Linked DNA regions of Mus musculus: region 1 is linked to region 2. A link is a contact called in public HiChIP or PLAC-seq data. All regions are on one chromosome and are shown on one strand. The core of a region is the stretch at or near the end of the contact, and the rest is flanking DNA. Distances in the headings are between cores, read along the strand shown. Region 1 overlaps Nek9 (NIMA (never in mitosis gene a)-related expressed kinase 9). Region 2 has its middle 23 kb from the start of Fos.

What was found. HiChIP or PLAC-seq counts read pairs in DNA pulled down with a chosen protein or histone mark.
Region 1: a contact with region 2 is called in an H3K4me3 HiChIP or PLAC-seq map of bone marrow-derived macrophages, with 5 times the contacts expected there. The contact joins two enhancer-like sites. A contact is called at or near these places in 1 of 39 promoter capture datasets (stem cell-derived epiblast-like cells), 2 of 15 datasets of contacts at CTCF or cohesin (embryonic stem cells and large pre-B cells), 5 of 484 Hi-C or Micro-C datasets (bone marrow-derived macrophages, embryonic fibroblasts, embryonic stem cells and 1 more) and 23 of 115 datasets of contacts at active chromatin or transcription factors (the 230-238 cell line, the SCID.adh cell line, bone marrow-derived macrophages and 16 more).

What each region holds. Positions count from the first base shown.
Region 1 is chr12:85,315,067-85,319,233 of GRCm38.p6, reverse strand. It overlaps Nek9 (NIMA (never in mitosis gene a)-related expressed kinase 9), which reads left to right. Exons shown (of 22, transcript NM_145138.2): 11 at 3,510-3,654. Among named protein-coding and RNA genes, the nearest start is that of Nek9, 22 kb to the left of the region's middle. Within about 2 kb of position 2,038, at least 5 of the 459 cell types and tissues checked have an H3K27ac peak or open chromatin away from gene starts, as enhancers often do. A contact at or near this core is called in bone marrow-derived macrophages, where this site is marked.
Region 2 is chr12:85,494,487-85,499,212 of GRCm38.p6, reverse strand. No RefSeq gene overlaps it. Among named protein-coding and RNA genes, the nearest start is that of Fos, 23 kb to the right of the region's middle. Within about 2 kb of position 2,077, at least 123 of the 459 cell types and tissues checked have an H3K27ac peak or open chromatin away from gene starts, as enhancers often do. A contact at or near this core is called in bone marrow-derived macrophages, where this site is marked.

The sequences.
Region 1 (4,167 bases), core at 789-3,288, 180 kb after region 2:
AGTACTATATAGCACTTCTGCCCGGAGCCATCAAGGAGAAGCAAAAAACTAGCAGGTGCTCTTCCTGAGATGGATCCACCATAGACTGTCAAAGTTAATGACAGATTTGCCTCTTAGGCAAGGCTGAGAAGATTTCATTTTAGGAAAGAGTCCTGCTTTCCCTGTTATTGTTAAACATATATAACAATCACTAGGAATTATCCCACCCTTTTGAGTAAATATCTGCAGAACAACGAAGATGTACTACTGTCTTGTATGCTATAAAGACAAATAGATGATTTTTTAGTTCTTAATGATGATTCTATAAGAATTCCTAAAATTGGGCTGAAGAGATGGCTTAGCAATTAAGAGCTCTGACTGCTCTTCCAGAGGTCCTGAACTCAATTCCCAGCAACCACGTGGTGGCTCACAACCATCTGTAATGGGATCTGATGCCTTCTTCTGGTGTGTCTGAAGAGAACGACAGTGTACTCACATACATAAAATAAATCTTTTTTAAAATAATCTTTTTAAAAATAATTTAAAAATCTTTTTAAAATTATTAATGATTATATTAGTAATCATTAAGCTCTTTTATAATAGGATTGCCATTAACTCCTTTCTGATGTCAAAGCTGCATTGAGAAACTCTCCAGTCTTCAAGTGTCAATCAAATGTTAATTGCTTCTGAGACAGCTAGCAGGAATCTACAACTTAGAGCACATTCCAACAGGCTGTAAAACAGTTAACCAAAAGTCATACGAAGGGGAACTAAGGATTTAATATAAGTGCAAGGACAGAAGATAAAATACTGACTGGGTTTATCTATATAAAACTTCACAGCCTGGCAGTGGTGCGTATGCCTTTAATCCCAGCACTCGGGAAACAGAAGCAGGCAGATTTCTGAGTTCGAGGCCAGCCTGGTCTACAAAGTGAGTTCCAAGACAGCCAGGGCTACACAGAGAAACCCTGTATCAAAAAACCAAAAAGAAAAAAAGAATCATTATTAGGGCTGGAGAGATGGCTCAGTGGTTAAGAGCACTGACTTCCAAGGTCCTGAGTTCAAATCCCAGCAACTACATGGTGGCTCACAACCATCTGTAATAAAATCTGATGCCCTCCTCTGGTGTGTCTGAAGACAGCTACAGTGTACTTATATGTAGTGAATCTTTAAAAAAAAAAAAAAAAAAAAAAAAAAACTTCACTAATAACTTAGTCACAAAAATGATAGTTTTTCACTTTTAGTGAACCTGTTGAGCTAAGTAGTGAAATGTTTAACCAGATAATTTTTGTTTTGGTTTTTTTTTTGTTTTTTTTTTTTGAGACAGGGTTTCTCTGTGTAGCCCTGGCTGTCCTGGAACTCACTCTGTAGCCCAGGCTGGCTTCAAACTCAGAAATCCACCTGCCTCTGCCTCCCGAGTGCTGGGATTTAAGGCGTGCACCACCACTGCCTCGCTCAGATAATTACTCTTAATGGATATACATGTAAATATTCTCCGCTGTAAACTTCTTATTCAATTTATGGTTTAAATTTATGTTTGAAGTTCTAGTGAATTTTTGTAAAAAAAAAAAAATGGATGCTTGCATAAGCCACGTGATCTCTTCTTCTAGGAAGGTCCAAAAGACTAGGAAACATTGTATTGGAAGGCATAGCATTGGAAGGCATAGCATTGGGAACAAGGGCATTGTTACATCAGAGCAAAGGAGAGAGCAAGATTAGAAGGAGAATGCAGAGTGGAGTAACTTAGAAATTATAAGGCAACTTAAAAAAAATGAGCAATGTGCAGAATGCAAAGGGGAAGAGGAAAATAGAAGAAGCTGCAGAGAGCAGAAGGAGCAGGCAGGCTTCTCCTTACCACTCGACAGAACAGGTCTTTTCTTGATAGCAAGGCAGGCTTCATCTTACTACAGAGGACAAAGCTTTCTTCTTACAGACTTAAGTTTACTTCATTTAACAACAAAAGGGCAGAAGCTTCTCCTTTCTCCGTGCAGTAAAGATTGGAGCTCATTTTTCATGCAGAATGAGTTACTTCCTTCTGCACCGGTGCTTGGTCTCTTGCTCCATATGCATATGTAAGTATGGATGTGTGTGTAATTATGAAATAAGTAGCTGGACCCAACTGGTTTGAATAGAGACATAAGAATGTGCAAGCATGAATTTGTACATGAACTTATGTGAGTTTATCCATATTTGCTTGTGTAAAAGTTTTTCTTTCTGCAAGCAAGACTCTTCTTTGGATTCAATAGAAGTTTATTGCCCCAGCCTGACAAGAGAGGCATCTGGACAAGAGGGGAAAGGCTCTAGCAATTAATCCTTGACTTAATCCCTGCTGTTTTAGGATGAGGTCATAAACGCCAGAGATGCAAGTTTCTGGCCTCAGAGGAACGCAGACAGGCAGGTCAGCTACTGCAGCAAAGTGACCAAGACTTAAGATAGGTGAGCTGTTATTATCATTAAACAGCAACCTTAAATAGCCAACACTCCCTTCAAGATGCTGACCTTTAAGAGAGAACCAAGAAAGCAGAACAGCCAGGGCAGCCCCCCTCCCCCCCGCCCCCACCAACTTCTTTGATGGAACCAAAATCTCTGTTTTATTTCCCCCTCAGTTTTGTTTTCTTTTTGATATAGCTATATTCCTTATAGCTGTTCTGTGCTTTGAGGAAGGTAACCAAAATTTATAAAACTTATAGTACATGTTGTTTTTAAGAGATTGTACTCATTTAGAAAATGTTCTGTTTAGTTTTTGTCAACTTGACACAGGATAAAGGGAACCTCTCAGTTAAGGAATTGCCTCCATCAGATTGGCACGTTGTGGGGCATTTTCTCCGTTAATGACTGATGGGGGCACAGCTCACTGTGGCTGGTGCTACTCCTGGACAGGTCGTCTTGGGTGCTAGAAGCAAGCAAGCTGAGAAAGCCCTAAGGAACAACCAGTGAGCAGTGGTGCCTTCTGCTTCAGTGTCTGACTTGACTTCAGTTCCTGCCCTGGTGTCCCCTGCTGATAGACTGCAAACTCTAAGCTCTTTCCTCTCCAAGGTGCTTTTAGTCATGGTATTTATTACAGCAACAGAAACCAAATTAGAGCAGAAAGCAACCGAAGTATACTTCAATGAACTGTCCATCATCACCCACAGTTCACCTCACGTAAGATAAGACAGAATTTGCAGTTTGACCTGATGCCTGATGGATATGAATCTGGATGTGTTTTAAAATCTTCTTTACATGTAGCTGTGGGGTTATGTTAATCATTAAAATGCTTTGTCCTAGTGAGGCATAGTGGTGTCCCAGTCCTCAAAAGGCAGAGACAGGCAGGCTGCCTAGCCTTTCTATACAGAGAGTTAGTTTCAGGACAGCTAGCAATATATAGTGAAACCTGTCTCAAAAATTTTTTTTAAAAATTTAATCCCCTTACCCACTTTTGTCTTTAAATTTTCACTATTTTTTCTTACTGTTTTTCTTTAGAAGTAGGATATTAAAGATTAGCTTTTAGCATGAAAAGTTAAATTTCACAAGATGTCTTTTTTTAACAGAACATGCAAGGGGGCACTAAACTTCACGGTCAGCTAGGACATGGAGACAAAGCTTCCTACCGACAGCCAAAGCATGTAGAAAAGTTACAAGGGAAGGCTATCCACCAGGTGTCGTGTGGGGATGATTTCACTGTCTGTGTCACAGGTAAGCCACGCATGAACAGCATCCTGAGTACATTTAACATGGAACATAATACAATGTCGGGTGATATTTTATAGCAAACAACTACCTCCCCCACCCCAAAAAAGACCAGAGACACTTAGGAAATAGACTGATTAATAACAGCGTTCCGAGGCTTGGGGAGAGCCGCTCAGTGATGCAGCACTAGAGCAAGTAAGGCCCTAAGTTCCGTTCCCAAAACTAAGACCAAACTTCCCAGTTGCCTACTGTGTGAAAGAGCGATGAGCAAGGAGAAAGGTGAGTAACAGAAGGCTGAGATACGAGAGAGCACTACGTGTTCTGCTTTGTGGGAGAATACTCTATTCTATCCACCTATTGGATGTCACAAATGCTGATGATGAAGAGGGATTTTTCTTTTCTTTTCTTTTCTTTTCTTTTCTTTTCTTTTCTTTTCTTTTCTTTTCTTTTCTTTTTTTTTTGACTTTTCGAGACAGGGTTTCTCTGTGTAGCCCTGGCTGTCCTGGAACTCACTCTGTA
Region 2 (4,726 bases), core at 828-3,327:
TAGACAAAGAGTTAAAAGTTTGGTGAGGGCGGGGCAGTGGCACATGACTGCTCTTGATTGACAGTCTGCAGGGACCGGAAAGCAGGTGTCGTGTTTGTCCTAAAGTAACCTTTCCCCCACAGATATGAATACTCAAAAGATCATTCGACAAATTTGTGATCATCGTCATAATAAAAATATATATACCATAGCCTCATATATATATATATATATATATATATATACTGGTGGCTCATGACCTAGCACTTGGGGCTGAGGCAGGGGAGTGATAAGTCTAAGGTCAGCCTCTACTACATATAGTATCCCAGGTCAGCCCAGGCTAGATAGAGAAGCCTTGTCTCAAATAACTACAGACAGACAGACAGACTCCTGAAGGGCATAAGGTATCCTGCATTCTTTTTTTTTTTAAAGATTTATTTATTTATTATATGTAAGTACACTGTAGCTGTCTTCAGACACTCCAGAAGAGGGAGTCAGATCTCGTTACAGATGGTTGTGAACCACCATGTGGTTGCTGGGATTTGAACTCTGTTACAGATGGTTGTGAACCACCATGTGGTTGCTGGGATTTGAACTCTGGACCTTCGGAAGAGCAGTTGGGTGCTCTTACCCACTGAGCCATCTCTCCAGCCCGGTATCCTGCATTCTACCGCAGAGATTCTAAAGTCCACTCTTTCTCTCCCCTATTGGTGTGTGTGTACAGTTGTTTTAGTTGTCTTAAAAAATTATTGTGACCCCATATGCATGCACCTGTATATACACACCCCAAACACACACACACACACACACACACACACACACACACACACACACACACACACACACACACACACACACACTTCTGTGATTCTTTTGCCCAGAAAGCCAACACAGCCGTGAATCCTCTCTCCTCGGAAGGCCTTCCAGCTTCTCCACACCCCTCCTTGGTGCTGTAGCTGCTACGGGCTCTCCTGCCAGGGTCTCCCTCAACCTCCAACCCCTAGGCTTCCTGCCAGCTCCTGTGTGAAGAAGGTGCACTCTCTGAAAGTGGCAAAGCCCTCCCTGTGGTTTCTATTACTTAAAGAAACCCAGTCTCCCCTGGGCACCAGCGCTGCCTTCCTCCTGGGGTTCCCCCAACTGGCTCAGCTGTCCACTGGTAAATGAACAAACTATCTCCAGGCAACAGCCTGGCCTACAGCCGGTGACTGGTGACGCCACGCCTGATGTTCCCCTCAGCCTCACCCAAGTCTGTTTGGGCTCAGCTGTCTGCAAGGTTTTCTTTTGCTTGTCAGTTTGGGAGAGATCTTTTGCTGATTGGCTGTGGTGGGGATGGGGTGGGGCGCTGAGGTCAGAAGCCCTGAATTCAGGGAAGGCAGCTATCTCCCTGCCTGGAATTTTTTTGGCTCCCTGGAGATTTCCCCAGCATGGTAATAATATCTCCAAGAGCCAGTGTGATGACACATGGTAACCCCTCGGGCAAAGTGGAAGCCACAAAGCCAGTGGGGCATCAAATAATTCACTAATGCTCTGACCCTATGCTCAGCTCCAATCCAGAATCCTACTTACTATTAAGCTGAGTGAGCTTCAAGGATGCCACAGACATGACTAAAGGCCAGCCTGCTGTTTAATGAAACTAAAGAAGCATTTCAGAAGTTGGCGAAGGGAATGAGAGATACCAAAGGCTGCAAGAGAAGAATAAGGAAGGGGTGGTGAACTCTGGCCAACAGGAACTGCGTGAGAGCAAAGAGCAGGAAGTTCCGGTGTGTGTGGTTGCATAGGACAGAGACTGTAGGGAACGGTGGTATTGTGGGAATGGGGATGTAGCTCAGTGATAGAGCACTTGCTTCACATGTACAAAATCCTGGGTTCTCTCCTCGGTACCATAAATAAATAATAAATAAGTAAATGAAAATTATAGCAAAAATAAGAATGTATGATATATTTCAAAAGGCTAAAAGAACCTTGAAGATATGGGCGGGGGGGGGGGGGGACGGAGACGGAGTTCGAGACAGGGTTTCTCTGTGTAGCCCTGGCTGTCCTGGAACTCACTCTGTAGACCAGGCTGGCCTGGAACAAGTGCTGGGATTAAAGGCATGCGCCACCACTGCCTGGCAACCTTGAAGGTTTTTAACATAAAGAAACAATCAGTGGACCTGGCTGGACAGCTCAGCAGGTGAGGGTGCTTGCCACCAAGTCTGACAACCCAAGTTCGAGGCCCAGAACCCACACAGTGGAAGGATGGACGGTTCTCAATGCACAAGGCAGATAGCAGAGTTCGGGTCAATCCTTGTCTCGCTGAAGAGCGCCCTCTGCTGGTAGTATCTCCCCGGTTAGTTTGTAAAGGGATTTGTAGACTTATGGTTGGCTGCTCCCCATTACAGGCACTCTGAGGGACCTGGCCCTAGAATGACTACCTGAATAGACACATGTTCCCCCACTAATGCTAAGTTGACAGCCATTTGAGCATCAAATGCATCAAGGAGAGCTATAAACTATCTACTGAAGAATTAGGGCAAGATTGCCTAGCTCAAGGAAATGAAGACTCCCCCCCCCCAAAAAACACTGGCTTAAGCCAAAACCCCACACCCTGGCCCTGACCCTGGCCCTCTGCTTCCGGTCTTGAGTCCCTCCCCTTGGGGTATCTCCTGGTCTCCTAGACAAGCTGATGTCATCCACACATACAAACCTTATAATTCCCAAGGCCTTTCCCCAATGAGTCATCTCTGCCGTTACCCTCTCTTCAAAACCTTCTCCCTGTCTCCCCCTCCTCCCCAAGACAGGCCAGCCTCCCTGGCTACCCAGCAGTCAGTCCTCATTCGAAGACCACGGGTCCAAGTCTCTGATCGGCCACCTACCAGTTGTGTGGTGTAAGGAAAGAGACATTACCGTCATCTCACGGAGATCTGGGTGTTCTGCACTTCACAGAACACGTGGGGAGCATGGGACATATAGAATACCTCCAGCCCACTTAGGTCTTGGTTGCTTACCTGACAGAATGTGGGCAGGCCAACAAGGCAGACTGTACTCAATGCATTGAGAGCATCTTGGAAGTGTCACAGACGAGCATAGCCAGTGGAAAGAGTGAGGGATTTTTCAGGAAATGTTTACAATTGTTTTTATTTATTTTAAAAATCACAAGGATAAAAAAAAAAAAACTTTGGGGCTGGAGAGATGGCTCAGCAGTTAAGAGCACTGACTGCTCTTCCAAAGGTCCTGAGTTCAAATTCCAGCAACCACATGGAGATCCAAAATGAGATCTGACGTCCTCTTCTGGTGTGTCTGAAGACAGCTACAGTGTACTAATATAATAATAGATAAATAATAATAAATAAATCTTAAAAAAGCAAACAAACAAACTTTGCCAGGCGGTGGTGGTGGTGGCATACGCCTTTAATCCCAGCACTTGGGAGGCAGATGCAGGTGGATTTCTGAGTTTGAGGCCAGCCTGGTCTACAAAGTGAGTTCCAGAACAGCCAGGGCTATACTGGGAAACCCTGTCTCAAAAGAACAAAAAGAAAAATCTTTAGCATAGGGCTGGCAAGATGGCTCAGTAGGTACATTTGTTAAACAAGCCCTGTGGCCTGCTTTCCATGTCTGGATGCATGTATAGAGGGGAGAAGAGAACCTACTCCACAAATGTCCCCACAGGCATGCATACCCATACACTAATAACAACAGTAGTAATGATAATAATGAATTTTAAGAAAAAACCTATTTCATGTGTAGTATTAACATTTTCCTCTTTATAGCAATGCAGACATAGACTATAAATTCAACGGTCAAATGCTTTTTAACAAGAGTGAAAGAACAGTCTTACGTTGCCCTCACTGGGGAGAGAATCCTCTAGGTTCTGCTATGCCGAAAATATAGAAATTGGGTCAATAACTCAACCCTGTGCTCTCAGAATTCCGTAAGGAGTTAATATGCTTTTTTAAAAAAATTCTATCTTTTAAAAGTGAAAGTCTTTCTAACAATTGACTCTAGCAAGACGGGATATCCACAGGCAAAAAGACAAGGCTGGCCCTTTCTCTAACACTATTCTAGAGTTAGTTCAAAATGGAGTTCTGAATGCAACACAGTGGAAACGTGTTTATCATTGGGAGGCCCTGGATTCAAGTCCCAGTACCAAAAGTTTTTTTAAAAAAAAATCACAAAAGAACAAAGACTTAAGCTTGAGACCTAAAACTATATTAGAAGCAAACATAAGGCAAAAGTTGGCATTGGGCCCCGCACGGTGGTACACGCCTTTAGTCCCCAGCACCCAGGAAGCAGCTTTGTGAGTTCAAGGCCAGCCTGGTCTACATAGTGAGTTCCAGGCCAGTCAAGGCTACAAAGAGAGACCTACATAGAATTAACCTAGGATATAGTGTTAGAGGAAGGTCCAACTTTGTTTCTGTCTTAAAAACAAAAAGACAGGGTCTGGAGAGATGGCTCAGTGGTTAAGAGCACTGACTGCTCTTCCAGTGGTCCTGAGTTCAATTCCCAGCAACCACATGGTGGCTCACAACCATCTGTAATGGGATCCAATGCCCTCTTCTGGTGTGTCTGAAGACAGCGACAGTGTACTCACATACATTAAATGATTAAGTAAATATTTTTTAAAAAACAAAACAAAAAGCAAAAAGACATTCTTAGGATGCGTGTGTTGCTCACTGGTAGAATGTTTGCCAGGTACATGCAAGGTCCTGGGTTTGAGCCCCATCATTAAAGAAGGGGAAAATTGTCAACAAAATAAGATAATAACAAA